Linked DNA regions of Hordeum vulgare: region 2 is linked to region 1. A link is a contact called in public Hi-C data. All regions are on one chromosome and are shown on one strand. Each heading gives the region's core, a stretch centred on a gene start, on an enhancer-like site or on the middle of the called end of the contact. The rest is flanking DNA. Distances are from core to core; before and after follow the strand shown.

What was found. A called contact is a pair of places that touch in the nucleus more often than the background predicts.
Region 2: a contact with region 1 is called in a Hi-C map of seedling, with 5 times the contacts expected there. The contact joins the promoter of LOC123448184 here to the promoter of LOC123448181 in region 1. A contact is called at or near these places in 2 of 6 Hi-C or Micro-C datasets (leaf and seedling).

Annotation. Positions count from the first base shown.
Region 1 is chr4H:143,994,857-144,002,594 of MorexV3_pseudomolecules_assembly, reverse strand. It overlaps LOC123448181 (scarecrow-like protein 3), which reads right to left and starts at 4,680. Exons shown (of 2, transcript XM_045124992.1): 1 at 2,928-4,680; 2 at 48-1,535. The coding sequence starts at 3,305. The coding sequence ends at 573.
Region 2 is chr4H:144,738,157-144,745,894 of MorexV3_pseudomolecules_assembly, reverse strand. LOC123448184 (heterogeneous nuclear ribonucleoprotein Q-like) reads left to right here and starts at 2,653. Exons shown (of 10, transcript XM_045124995.1): 1 at 2,653-2,735; 2 at 3,401-3,502; 3 at 3,699-4,157; 4 at 4,232-4,342; 5 at 4,835-4,975; 6 at 5,075-5,254; 7 at 5,347-5,551; 8 at 5,639-5,817; 9 at 5,924-6,006; 10 at 6,524-7,085. The coding sequence starts at 3,726. The coding sequence ends at 6,746. LOC123448185 (50S ribosomal protein L24) reads right to left here and starts at 2,423. Exons shown (of 5, transcript XM_045124997.1): 1 at 2,220-2,423; 2 at 2,025-2,120; 3 at 707-810; 4 at 485-621. The coding sequence starts at 2,279.

The DNA of each region.
Region 1 (7,738 bases), core at 3,431-5,930:
CCAAGATGGAGTTCTTGGAGTGCCCACTAGAATTTGACCACATCATGTACTGCATCCTTTTACATCCAATGCTTATTTCTGGTCAACAAATTTGCACACATACATTATACAGGAAAAGACAAGGAGGATCACACTGGGTATATTCCTAATTCAAGGAAAACATATGGCATATCGAAGCAGGCAATCACAAGAACGTATGCCATCTTACTACACTTCTTTTGCAACTCCAAAACCAACTCTGCTCTCTTTCAGCTGGCCAACCGAAAAGATGATCAATAACATAGAAAAAAGACACCCTAAACCATATCCTAAGTGAAAAATCTAACTTTGGTGAAGGCAGGGTAAAAGTACGATGAGATGGATATGGATCCAAGGATGTACTATGAACGGATCAGCATCTCTGACAATTCAATTCAGTTTGGTGCCAGTTCTCCAGAAAATAGCACATCACTTTCATCTCTACATACCTAAGGTTCGCACCAATCAACTTGAGTTGCCATTCAAGCATACCCTTAGCACCAGCGTCTTCTCCGCAGCTCCAGAAATCACCATGAACTGGGAGATCTACTGAGCTAGCCAGCCACATTATTTGGTGCTGCGTTCTGGCTGTGTGGTCTCCAGGCTGAGATGGAGTACAGACGAGTTGCACCCCAGCACAGCAGAAGGTCGGCATTGCCTTCGTCACACTTGCATTGTCTCAATCCGTAGCTCATCAGCCTCTCTTTGCCTTCCCTGATGGCTTCAAAGCTGAGGGGCACATGGTCAACTTGGCAACGCTGCATGTGCATTTCCCACTGGCTCAGCTTCTCATGCCGCTCATGCCGCTGGACCCCCTCGCATACCAGTATATTCTTGATCTCCTCCCCAAGGAGCACCCTCTCCACGCGTGCCCTCTGCGGGTTGGCTGCACCTACCGCATTGAGGCTGTCGAAGAGGGCGGCGTAGTAGTGGACTGTCTCGGTGAACCGATCGTGGAACAGCGGGGTGTTGTGGTCCGCGTCTTGCTCCATCATCACAATGATCTTCGGTTCAAGGGCGCGGATGGCGGAGAGGAAGCTCACCAGCAATCTTGGTATCTGGCGTTGAGGGGATGGTGTCTGTGGATAGTTCAGTGTAGATGCCGGACTGCGTGCTGGGCAAGCCATTTGCTTAAGCCGAGCCATGTTCGCCATTTGCTGGAGCTGAGCAATGCCGTCGCGGGTTACACTGTCATCAACTGCAAGGAGGCGATGCATCTGTAGAGCACAGCTGATCACAACTGCCTCACCGAAGTTTATCTTCAGGATCTCGCGGAGATTGCTGAAGTCCAATGTCTCGAGTTTGCCAATCACCTTGTCGAAATGAAAGAATAGCTTGAGGTTAGCAGCTTGCTTGCACAGGAGCGCCTGCATGTTGTCCAGGAACTCAATGTCTTCATGGACAACAGTTAGGCGTAGTTCGGGCGGGCCCCCAGGGCGGCCATGGAAATCATGAAGAATCTTGAGCCACTGCCACGGGTGGCTGGTTGAGCAAGACAAGTCAACAATTCGGACAACCTGCAGTGCCACCATCATTAGAATTCAGAAGTTCCCAAGCTTGCACTGCATGCAAAGTGGTCATAAATATATCACAGGAATCTAGACAATAGTGAAGGAAACCTGGCCTTGCTGGTAGAACCAATATTGCGTATAATAGAGTAAGAAACTCAAGGCATCAAGCTTGGATGCCGATTCCTCTTACTCTCCATGATGTATTTTTATTCAAATATGCACCATAATTTGAGACATTACTTAAGGAGATCTATATTGTGGTAACAGTATATGCTATCTCTATACACATATAAACCAGGTGTAAAATTAGAGGTGCCACAACAATCCTGAAATCAGTACTGGAGTAAATCTGAAAAATTCTCTAATTCATTGAGAGAAACAAGAATGTTTTTATACTCTATTAGATTGGACATGATTTTGATGGTGCAAATCGAGTACCATAACTAGAGAAATTATATCTGATCAGAAGAGGAGGGAATCCTAAAGATCTCTAATAAATCAAGAGGAACTGAACATATTTTATATCTTGGACCTGATTATAACTAGAGAGGTTACAAGTTAAGAAAAGCACACACTATATGTGTTTAGATTTGCTGACCAATACAAGCCCATATTCAATGTAAATACAGGTACATATTGTGACATTGAACTAGTGAACCTCTTAACACAGTAGCACATGGCTTAAAACTAGTTTACTAGAAAATATATAGTCACAAAAGGTGCCAAAAATAATGAAAACATTTCAAAAAAATTATCAAAAAGTTCACGTAACATTTCACACCCCGGGCATACCAAATGAAATAAATTAACTGCAGATGTATGTTTCATTAGGGGTATTTCAGTCCAAATTTCACCCCAGATTACATCCAGCTCATTGTCTTTGGTCATAGGAAAAAACTTGTGGTGCCACCTCATGCGAGATGGAGGGAGTAATAATCTTCAAATATTACCATCTCAGGGAAAATAATTATAGGTACCAATAAGCACAATATGTAAGTTGGATTTTCATTCCCATCAACTATTGATAATCCTGGGATCTAATCCACAATTCCACATATTAGTAACACTTCAACAAATAGGTCAACAAAACATTCAAGATGGAGAAAACTGCATTACCAATGTACTGACTAAAATTGGCATGCTAAGCCAGTAATACATAACACATAATTAAATAACGTTGATTCTGAAACTTGTAAAATCCTATAAGAAAATAAGCAATGCATCCCATGTTATTATAGCACCAACTTAGCTAGATTAGGCATGCCATTTCACATTCAGGAACAACAACCAATCCAAACTAAGTCAGGAAAAATAGCTGTAAATATATCTAGACAGCCATATATATCTAGTCAGGAAATCTTTTTTGCATCTTTAAGCAAAATTAAAGTAGAGTTTGACCTTTTGATCCTGGACTTGTTCCAGCATAGCCCGGTTAATAGTGACAAAGCCAGTGCTGAGGTAGGGGCTGATGCTGGCAAAGTTCTCGCGGGCAGCCCGGAGGCAGGACTGCTCGAGGTAGCGAGACGGGTCGATGAGGGCAGCAGCAAAGCCCTGGATGGGGCATAGAAGGCGGCGGGCTAAGCTGTCGGCGATTATCATGGACATACGCTGCAGTGGCCCGTCCACTAGAGAGGCGAGCTTTCTGATCTTCCTAAGGCTGCGGTCAGTCTTGTCAAAAGATCCTTCGATCACATGCGCCATGCACTCGTACAAGGCCGGGCCAAGTTGTGCCAAGTCATCCACCGTGCCCTGAGTGTGTGCGCATGGAGCGTGCATCGTTTCTGCCTTCTTGAGGAAGGATTGCTGTGTTCGTACAGGACGTAGGAACTAGTGCTTGGGTGTCCTGGCTGGATCAACTTCTCTGGTTGTTGGCACTGGTACATTTATAGGATAGCGTGTCTAACACATACATAGGATTGCGTGTCTAAGACATAATTGAACCGAAAGCAACAAGCTAAGAAGTTTTTACCGTGTTTGTTCGAATGAATTTAGAAAGATCCATGGTAAAGGCAAAGTATTGGCATATTGACGTATCCAAGGAATACTGTTGGAATTTTCGTTTTATTCCTTTGGCACCTTCATATCCACTGGGCAGAAATAGACAAATATTGCAGTCAACCTGATCAGACTACGGAAGACTACTCTTTGGAAGTTCCAACAAGCGTGTATCGTCGATGACTTGATTCTGGGTTAACAAGGTAACAAGAGTTTTGGTACACTGGAACTATTACTTTATTAGAACATAGATCCGTCTTGTACGTAGAAGTTACAGTGGCAAAACTGATCCAGTATATATTGTTATCATGTTTGGAATTTTGCTTTAGTCATTGTCAGCACTTATAGGAGTAGTTGCTAAGCAACATGCTTTGGTTGGACACATGTTTGGGAAGCCCACAAACCCAGACAATGACAGGCACGCCCAAAATAGTCAGAACCAACACCAGTAAGCACCTTGGCACAGGCCATCCTATCTTTAAGCAGGTACACTGATCATTACTCACTAGTACTGTGGTAATTTTCTGGTGTTGTAGAAGGCCACTGCCTGGGCAACACCAACCTGCCCAAGGCGTCCGGTGAATCCGCGATTGACTAACGCCTTGGTGAAGGCTGCATTTCTTTTGACAAGTGTGTCTGAAGTCTGAACTGTCAATATGGGTTATAGCCCAATGGACATGAACCAACACTTGATTGGCGATCCACGGGGCCAGGGCACTATCATTTAACAATTTTCACAGCGTCACGTCATTTCACTATGCAAATCTTAAACGGTGACATGCGTACTATTTACCTCAACAAGCCGTGATCCGGGAGAAGGGCGGCTGCCGGGTCAGGGGCATGGCAGCGCGGTGTGCCGGCCATGCCCGGCTGGTGGCCACACCCCGTACGAAGGGAGAATCGGGGTCAGGGACGAAGAATCCGAGGCATGCGGCCTCCGTCTGCAAAGATTTGCAAAGGCTAACCGGTGGATGCTCCAGGCGGGGGACGAGTAGGTGTGGAAGAGAGTCCCGATCTCCTCGGTCAACACTAAATCTATATGCCACGTGAGTTGTGTGGGAGCTACGCAACGCCGCGTGCCCCAAAGCTGCTCCATTCTTCGCGGCGGCGGCGGCGGCGGCGGCGGCTGGATGGGGGCGGGGGCGGCGGCGGACCTGGCTGGAGGACGTTTTTCTTTTTCTTTCTCTTTTGAGGATTGGATTGGAGGACGGGTTTGTGTTTTTCTTTTTCTTTTGAGTATTAGAGGACGGGTTTGTTTGTGTGGACACGGGACACAGCGTAGCGTTTCGTCCTTTTGGGCTGAGAGCTGGCAACCGGGTAGGCTTTCTCTGGTTGGCTATTGGGTATGGGCTAGGCTTTTGCAACCTCGTGGGCTTTCAGTTCCCCGGGCATCGAGTCCGAGATGGTATATGAAATGAAATCTCACCCGGAACCGGATTGCTGGACTCCCCCCACAAAAGCAGCAGGACCCGTTCGTTTCCGCCCCCTCACCTCACAAACCTCTCTCGTTCCTACACTGCCGATTCATCATCATCACCGTCGCCGCGGTGACTTGACGCGATCCTTTTCGATAAACGCTTCACGCGACATGGACGGCCCCGGCCCATATTACGACGCGGCCGCCAGCGAAGGGACACGCTCATTCTCATTCTCTATGCCAGGCGGCTTGATCACACAGATTCGGATACGGGAGGTTAACTCTATCCTGCATGCCTTCATTCCCGGAGCCAGAAGTAACGGCGATGAAGACGTCGATTTGCCTACGTACAGGGGCGACAGCTTCGGCGCGGTCCCGGCGTCCGAGGAGGCCATCGCCCAGCTGGAGGAGGCAGCCGTCGAGGAGACGAGGGAGGCGGAGTGCGCTGTTTGCATGGAGAGCTTCGAGGCAGGTGACAAGATCAGGAAGATGGCGTGCTCCCATGGATACCACGAGACCTGCATCTTCAGGTGGCTCCGGACCAGCCGCGCCTGCCCGCTCTGCCGCTTCCCCATATCCGCCGCGGAGGACCATTAAGGAATGAGTATATCACGATCGAAGACCGAGTTGAATACGATTATAGGGTTGTTTTATGTTACTATAATTCCATGGAAACATAGATTAAGGCCTTATTAGGTTTATAGTACAAATATTATAGGAATGGAAGAGTCACATAGTGAATCTCAACATGGGTACTAGTCTGCTGCCCCGGCCCGGCCGGCCGCCCTTGTTGCTTTCATTATCACTATACACGGGTTGTACTAGTGTAGACTCCTCTGGACTCCATGAAATTTTAACTCTGTTTTTAAAAAAGCAGCACTTCTTGGCTTTTTTTTTCTTTTAAATGTAGGATTGCCTTCGGCCTCTACATAAAAAAAATACATGCATGTTCTAAAGGATGTCACTACATAGCGGCGCTGCACCAAGGCCTTCCGGTGTGGCGGTTTTTTCTGTGCATGCAAATTGATACACCAGGATGACGTCAGTAAAGATTCCTCTAATGTTAAATTTTTAAAAAAATTTATCTCTTAAACTATAAATCCAATTAACGATCCGCTTTCACCGTTAGCTTTCTCGCAACTAGATCTGCAAAACTACATCCCATATCGACATGTTTTGACACCTTTTTTTAATCAATAGCTGTCAGATTATTATTATTTAGTTGTCAAATTATAAGCCACTTAGTAGCCACATTTAATCAACTTAGTTATCAGAAAAAAAAAACTACATTCCAGTTGTCACTTTCTAATTGTACCTGAGTGGCCATTATTATTTCATATAGCTTGCCAAAAAAAATTACACCAAATTATCAGAATTAGTTCTGAGAGTATTAGCCACTTAGTGGCCAGACTAAAGATAACTTAGTTGCCAACTAATTTTACATCTTAGTTGTACAGTGTCGAGTTGTCATATTCATGTAGCTTGCCAGAAAAACATATGTACTAGTACTTGTCATTTGTATTGTGTTGAGTTGTCATTTTATTCATTTAGCTTGCCAAAATAATTACATCAAATTATCATAATTATATGTTATACTTGCTTACTTGGTTAACTATGTTTTAAAAAATGCACACTTAATCATATTAAAAATACCTAGCTACAATGTTTAAACCTTTATAATTAATCCCATATCATAGGCTAGGACGGTATGGCAGCGAAAAAAGAACAACAACCAATTTTATACAAAGAGAATAGCACTAGCACCTGGCACACGTGTAAAGTGCAGCGCACTTTAGCTTAGCAGCTTATAGGCTTGTGTATCATTACTCTTGCAAACCTGTTTGGAATATAATAATAAAAACAGATAATCACTTGTTTGCATGCGACCCGAGCCGCCGCACCGGACAGCCAGCATGGGGCGCGTCTACTTAGATTTTTCCTTCATTAAATATGTAATACGATACAAGAACACAAATATATACTTTATATTTATATCTAATAATAATAATATAAAGGACGGTGTGCTTCTTTGATTTTTCGTCCATCTGCCTACCCTATGTTGTCCATAAACCTGAAGTAAATTAACCACCATGTCCCACAAAAAAAATTATTTGTTAATTATTTCTTTGGTTTTTTCGTCCGTCATTAAAACCGTCCCTAAAGTTTCCCTTCTAGGATTTGCCGGCAAACCCGTGGATTTGTCTCTGCTCTGGCTGCCACTCTAGCGGCCGGTGGAGGGGAGAGTAATCCCGGTGCTTCCGCTATGGCTACTAGTTTGGGTTAGAGTTTTTTAGTCCTCACAAGTGTGGTGTGCAGGCGGATGGTGACTTTTTTTCAAGTTTGTCTTATGGGCTCTCATCCTCCTTGTGGGCACTCCGACTTACGAGTCGAGATCCGGAATGAACGTGTACAGTGATCCCAGAGATCAATGCTCATTGAACACACAGATACTGAATAACAAGAGTCTTACATCCATGATTAACGTCTGATATAGATAGGGACCATTATGGTCAAGTCTTATATAGATAGGGCCTTAAAGGCCAATCACACCAACTCAACTAATAGCGGAAATCTTGGTAGAAAACGTGAACACATGCCATCAGCCTTAACCTACAGGCATTTTGACTGGAAAACGTCCTAGTTCGCGTGTCCATCTCCGACGATGAATTCTTCTCCATAATCCGGTTCCTCCATGTCTGGTCAAATAATATAACCACTGGCAAGCCAATGAGTACTTTAAATGTACTCGCAAGCAACCCATGATGAGGAACAAGGCAATAATGCAATATGATATATC
Region 2 (7,738 bases), core at 1,404-3,903, 750 kb before region 1:
CAACTAGTGGGTAGGTACTCCCCACACAAAAGTACAGGAAATTTCTACGGCATTTCGTTTGTTATTCACAAAACCGACTTGTTCTTTTTCTCCAACCGTTGTCAACGAACAGCATGAAACATCACAATTTATTCTGCACTCTTTACTATTGTTGAACTAATTTTATCATGCCTGTCAAAGTCTTTATAAAATATAGAATGCAGCAAACAAGTCAAACATCATTAGCAGAAGCACCTACAGTAGACTATCGCAGATCCGGAACATAAAACATAGTCTTCCAGAACAAGAAAATTCCAGCAACACGAGACGAAATTATGAAAAAAAAAGTCGTATTAAGTGGAGATTGGCATCATGAAGAATTCAGATGTCCACAAACAATTGCAGTATAACAAGTCAGTTAATTCTTCTCTAAACAGTATAATCATGCACTTCAAAAGCAACTAATAATGAGCAAAAAGGATCTGGTTATGGAACATGAACATACGAGATGTGGGTCTCGGCTTTTTTCTCTCCTTCAAAATTTCTGGCCGAGGTATGACAGCACCAGACGCATACATTCCCCTAGAGACCCTTACTTTAGTCCCATCTTCCAAATACTTGTATGTAGTCTTGCATGGCTTCCTGCAGACAAATAGATATTTTAGAATGTAGACAAATAAAAGATGTATCTCTAGAAAATAACGGTATCAAAAGATAAGTATCCTACCCGGTGACTGGATCAATTACTTGTACATTTGAAACATGAAGTGGAGCTTCAACTGAGAAGATCCCGCCTATATGCCCTTCTCCTTGCTTAATATGTTTCTTAACCTGAAAATATGTGAGCACACAATTACTAAGTGACTTTTCAATGCAAGAGAAACACATAAACATGCAACTAAGTACCCAGTATCCACAATTACTAAGTTTGTTGGTTGCAGTTGTCCAGTTACCCAGTATCCCCCATAAACATGCAACATCTTACAGTATATATACAAAGATTTAGAAAGACAAACATTGTGCAGTTCACAATTCCTGTTCAATATTCACTACAGCCACTTCCTCACCATATTCAAATTAATCTGCATTTATCTAACTGAGGCATTCAGCATTTGTTTGTTATGGGTTTAGGACATGTAAAAATCCAGCAAAACATCGCACGAACTTATTGTCAGTTTTTTATGGTATCTCATCGTCATTGACAATTAACTAAAAGTAAAGCATGTGACGAGGTGAGGAACATTGTAGCATAAGTACGTATAGCACTGCAACGACTTGGTAGACACCAACATGCCCAGGAAAGGAAAATATATGGTACTGTATATGCTAACCACTCAAAGGTAGATAGGCACAGACAATATTGCAACAGATCTTGCCGGGGTTGTTTTGGTCCCCTTTCCCTACCATTTTAATGAATTAGGCCTAACCTCCAGGCTTTCAAACACGCCTTAGGTGACACTTGTATTGCCTGACTTGTCCAAGATTTGACCATAAAGCCGATCTCCATCATACATATGATGATGCACTTAGGCAAACATCCTACGAGTAATATGTGCTCATTTTGTACTTCTGGTATTCTTATGTCGTTATGGATGCACAGTATGCGATGGGAAGAGTTAGATTCTCATTTACTATTTATTACAGACTTATATTAATACAGATATTATAATTATATTTTGTGGGCAGTATAGTTTTATCTCATCATTCATAAAAATTGAAGGGAAACAAAAATCCTCTGCTGCAGTAATCACCAAATAACATCTGTGCAGGCGCAGCATAGCAGCTACAACACTAGCCTTAGCCCTGAAGAATTAGCGTGCGGAATTAAGACAGACAAGTTCCCCATTCACTTTGAGTGCAGTGGGAATTTCGACAAACACCTGTAGTGCGTGCAGCACCCAGAGCACGTATCATCACATTGCATACAGCTTGTCAAAGATACGCAAATTGACACTCCCATGACACCAAAGAGTAGCACTGAATCCGAAGCAATCGCGAGAGGAGGAAGGAAGAGTGGATAGCTGTGCAGACGATTATACTATTACCAGATTCTTTCCCTCGACGATGACGCGATTCTGCGAGCGGATGACCCGCTTGATCAGCCCGCTCTCCCCCTTGTCCTTGCCCCTTATGATCATCACCTGGCGCCAAATTCAGAGAGAGAGAGAAAAGGAGATTTCAGGAGATCTCTCGAGAGCAAGGAGAGCAGCAAGAGGAGGATCTCTCGAGATGTCGCGTACGTTGTCGCCGCGGAGGATCTTCCAGTGCCTGATGAGCTTCTCCGCGGCCTTCCACCCCATTCCTGCCTCTCAGCTCAGGCTGCGGCTTGGCTTGGCTTGGCTCGATTAGGCTGGGAGGGGAGGGGAGCGAGAGTGGATGGAGAGAGACGGCGGCGCTCGCGGGAGAGGGCGGCCGGAGGAAGAAAACCACCTAGGATGGGCCTCAAAACGGGCCGGCAGAAACTGGCATGACCCACGCAGCTAGGCCGCAGGCCCGTGGCTCTCCGGTCCGGAGGCAGGCAGATCAACGGTGCTGGCCCAGTCAGCGCAGGATCGGACGGTTCGCGAGATCTCAGGGATGAGAGTGTGATGACGGAAAAGAGTGAGGGCCAGACTGCAAGTTCCTCTCTAAATGAGCCGCCACCTCGCCCTGCTCTTCTTCCTCCTCCTCCTCTAGCTAGGGCTAAGCTGACCTCCCCCACCCACCCTTCGCCGGCGGCTCCACCCCCTGCCAGATTCCGTTCACCGATATAGGAGGTAAACTCGCCAAGAGATCTGTCTATTTCTCCGGTTCCTCGCGGCCACTTTCTTCCCATGCGCCATCTCTCGTAAGCCCCGTCGCGCTAGCTTGTCCCGGCCTCCGATTCGGTCGCGATTTCGGTTCTCTGCTGCGGCAGAGGCGCCAAGTCGCCGACGACTGTCTATAGGAATACCTCGTGAAATCCCCTTGTTGCGGTTGGTTCAACTGGTAAAAGGCGTGGGCTTGCTGCTTCGATTTCTCTGCTTGTGTTTGTCCAGCTTGGGCAGACGCCCTAGTGGCATGAACCTGGGCGAAAAGGACGTGTCCTTTTGCGTCGATTGCTTTATCCAATCTGTATGGCCACTCGCTTTACTTGCGATAATGGACATCCTAGCATATCCCGCTGCAGTGTACCCCCCCCCCCCCCCCCCCCACACACATGCTTTTGCCCAATCATTTGCAGAATTAACTAGTCTCTGTAGAAGAATTACATTCGAATCTACGTATTTATCTTTCTAACTGGTCAGATTCTTGACCAGCTCCATGCTATATTTACTAGAGTTTGGTTTACCCTAGATGCTACTATTATATACGTTGTTATCTACTTCTCATAGTGTTTTTTTTCCTGTCTTTTTTCTTCTTTTCCTTCCATCCATTTCATGGATTTCAATTAAACCATCAGCCCGTTGGTTACACTTCCAATTGCATCGTCTTGGCCATCATTTGTATACTCTTTGTTTTCTTCTCTGTGCTTGTTCGGGACCGTGTTCTTGAGAACCTCCCGGTATCATCCTGGCCATACGCAATTTCTTCGTTTGTCCCTTAAGCAATTCCATGCTATCCCGTTTGGCACCTATGGATACATCCAAGTTGATATCATTGCATACCAATTGTTCTAGTTGTTTCTGTTGTTTTTCGTCCTATCCACATGTCCTCAATTTGCTCTCCCAATATTTTTGGCTCCTCTGCTCTTTCCAAAGTTGCCTTGGAACTTTGAGCTCTTCGAGATGCCTAGAAGAACAGAGGATGCTGAACCAGCTCAACCAAAAGAGTGCTTGGAGTTTGATGATAATGAAGAGGAGGAGGTAGAAGAGGAAGAAATTGAGTATGAAGAAATTGAGGAGGAGGTAGAGGAGGAGGTGGAGGAGGATGAGGATATTTTAGAGGAAGTAGAGGAGGTAGAGGAGGAGGAGGAGGAAGACCCTGAAGAAAGAGAAGTTCTTGATGAAACTGATGCTAGTCATGACAGTGACAGTAAATCGGAAGGTGTTCCTCTTCCTCGGCAGGATGGTGCCAAAGATGGGAGCGATCGAGAGAAGCATGCTGAACTTCTTGCTCTTCCTCCTCATGGATCTGAAGTATATGTTGGGGGCATCTCCAGCGATGCATCTTCTGAAGATCTCAAGAAACTATGTGAACCAATTGGCGAAGTTGTGGAAGTGAGTACCGTCTACTCTTAGGGTTAGCATTCTGATGTGTTTTTTCTGCATTCATATTCTCTTTTTTCCTGCAGGTAAGAATAATGCTGGGCAAGAAAGATAGTAGGGGATATGCTTTTGTTACTTTCAGAACTAACGATCTGGCTTTGAAGGCCATCGAGAAATTGAACAATGCAACTTTCAAGGTTTGTTTCCGTTGATCATAAAAGTTGACTATCATGTTCTCAAGTCAATGGATCATAATATACCCCTATTTATGCACTTAAGTCTTGATTTCATAGATATCGCCATATCAGCATAGTACATTACAAGCTTAAATAATTACACGTCATTTTCTGTACTCCATGCCTCCCTGGATAGCCAGGTGTAGAATACAGTTTTGTTTAAAAGAATGAAAAACGGTTAACTTCTCTACACCAGGGCACAAGCTCTTTGTACACTTGAAAACTAAACGTATAGTTTTGTTAAGAAGTAACTTTGAAGTGCCATATCTTGCTGTTGATTGTAAATTTTTATTCATTTAAATTACAGTTTTGTGGATGACTGTCACTATGATTATACTGATATTTAAAACTACATGTATGTGGAGCATATATATCGGTTCCAGTTGCATCTGTAAGCCTTTTCATTTTGAATTGTTATGCTAACTAAACTTTGTCATGTGCTTCTCGTAACAGGGAAAGAGGCTAAAAGTTTCTTCCTCCCAGGCTAAGAACAAGCTGTTTGTTGGAAATGTACCTCACAGTTGGTCACATGATGATTTCACAAAAGCAGTGAAAGAAGTTGGTCCTGGAGTATTAAAAGTTGATCTCATTAAGGTAAAGATTTTGATAATCATAACTAGGCTAGTTCCACAACTATATCGTGCACCCACACAGATAGCCTTTTAACCCTTAAAAGAGATTCTGTTTTTATAGGGCTCACATACAGATCGCAATCGGGGTTATGGTTTCGTTGAATACTATAATAATGCATGCGCTGAGTATTCAAGGCAGAAGATGACTGCGCCAAATTTCAAACTAGATACAAATGCTCCTAATGTCAGCTGGGCAGATCCTAAGAATGGTGATTCTACCTCTACAGGCTCTACTTCACAGGTTCCTGAAACATCTGATGTACAAATGTTACCCTTTTTTTCTTGTTAAATTCTCATTATATCTTATATGAACTTCCAATTTCATGGTTTTAGGTCAAATCTGTATATGTCAAAAACCTGCCCAAGAATGTTACTCAAGGGCAGCTGAAAAAGCTGTTTGAGCGTCATGGTGAAATTATAAAAATTGTTCTCCCCCCTTCAAAAGATGGTCATGATAATAGGTATGGTTTTGTTCACTTCAAGGACCGTCACATGGCCATGAAGGCTGTGAAGAGCACAGAGAAATATGAGCTTGACGGTGAGCTTTACCCTTTGGTTGGAATGTTGTACTATGTCTTGTTTGTTTTGTTTGGTGCATTTAAGGTCATAAATACTTCTCTAACAGGTCAGCTCCTGGACTGCTCACTTGCAAAACCTCCTGCCGATAAAAAGGATGATACAGTATCAGTGCCTAGTGCCAAAGGAGGTCCGCTGCTCCATGCTCCACTTGGATATGGTATGCCACGGCCAGATCCTTATGGCGCGCCTCCTGCTTACGGTGCACCTCCTGCTTATGGTGGACAGGTATATCACATCTTCTGATGCCTGCTTCATGTGGTAAATTGGTAATACATAGATACATGGAAGGGAGAAAACTTGCTAAATGTTACATGTGTTGGAACTTTTGCAGCCTCTACTATATGCTCCCGGTGCTCCTCCAGGTGCAGCAATGGTTCCAATGCTTCTACCGGATGGCCGTCTTGTATATGTTGTGTAAGTACTGCCATCTATTCTTCTGAAAACCATATGATATACACTCTTTCATTAGCTGATATAGGGAGTAGATGACTCCCTACTGCATCAGGGACTGATATTTTTATCGTGACTTGTTTATGCAAGTCCTGTGAAATAAAAAAAATCTAAGGTGCTCTCCTGTTTGTGCATGCATGCTTGCACTCTTTACATTTAACTATGCAGTACACATTAAAAGTAGTAACAAAGATATGCATAGGAAGAGAACATCAGTAAAGCATATGCCTCTCTCTTGGTGGAGGAATGGGAAGAGAAATTTCCGTTTGCCTAGTTATGGCTTCTTGCCATTTTACGGCAAACAGAGACTTGTACACCCTCTGTTTCTAAATATTAAACTGCCAGAACATCTTCTATCTAGGAACGGAGGTTGTATCATTTTGTTCAATGGTGCTGATGAAACTAGACATGTATGTCCATCTGCTATGGTGACTGGCTGATATTTCCAATGCTGAACACATATTCCATTCCTCTTTGGCAGACAACAGCCTGGGGCACAGCAACATTTTGCTTCCCCTCCACCCCAGGCGCGGCAGCATCAGCATTTCGTATCTCCTCCGCCACAGGCACGGCAAAGTGGACGCCATGGCGGCAGCGGTGGCGGTGGAGGCAGTGGTGGATCAAGTAGGTCTGGGTCCGGTACGAAGCGCCCGAGGGGGGATGACAACAACAGCAGCAGTCGCAACCGACAACGCCGGTATTGATGGTAGGAGGTGTAGGGGGTGCTTGGGTTCTAGCGCCAGCTAATCCTCTATTCTTAAATAGTTGCAGCCCACTATCTATTTTTCCTCTTCATGCAACTATGCCACATCATCAAGTCATGCATGTAGTCATGAGTTATAATTTATGTACTAATCTATTCATGCAGCCAACCATGCATGTTAATTTGTCTCACTTATTTTTATGCGGGCATATACGGTCATGTTACACTTTTGTAGCATGACCTATATATATTTGTATGTTATACATTTGGAGCGAGCAAACATATGTAGGTCATATGTTACACATTTTGGTTAAATATGGCACAACCCATTTGACTTCAATCCAATAGATTTTGCTTTTGACACAATATTTTGTCACATGCTTCATATACTTTACTGTTTTCGAAATATATCCCGAGGGTATTCTTAAATTTAGTTTTGTAATAGTTTTAGTTTTCTAGCATCTATTTATGCATATGTTTTACCAAGGTTCCTGCAGCAACGCGCAGGGCATTGTGTAATAAGTACACGTCGCCCTGGTCGGATTTTCCCTACAAACAAACCTGCTTAACCCCGGGAACTGTGAAACCATTTTCTGCATCACCATTCGTTGGAAACTGTGTTTGGAACACCTGGAGGTAGTTTTGGTTTGTCTAGCGTAATTTCTTGTTGTGTGGGTCAAGTTTAGAAATGGCAAGAACAGCATCCATGTTGGATATCCAGTATCCATAGGCTGCAATGTCAAGAAGAATCCAGAGCTGATTGCAGAAATAACAGCAAATGGCACCTTCTGCTGAGGTTCAGTCCATTTAAATGTTGCCCCGGTTAATTTTTCTTCGGGATGCAGGAAAACACGAACTACCCAAAGAAATAAAAACTGCACGCACAAAGCGACCTGGTCAAAACTATTTGACATACCACATGAGGGATAAAAAGTTCTTTTCAGGTGTCATTTAGGTTTAAAATAAACAGAAATGTCATAAAAGACATACTCC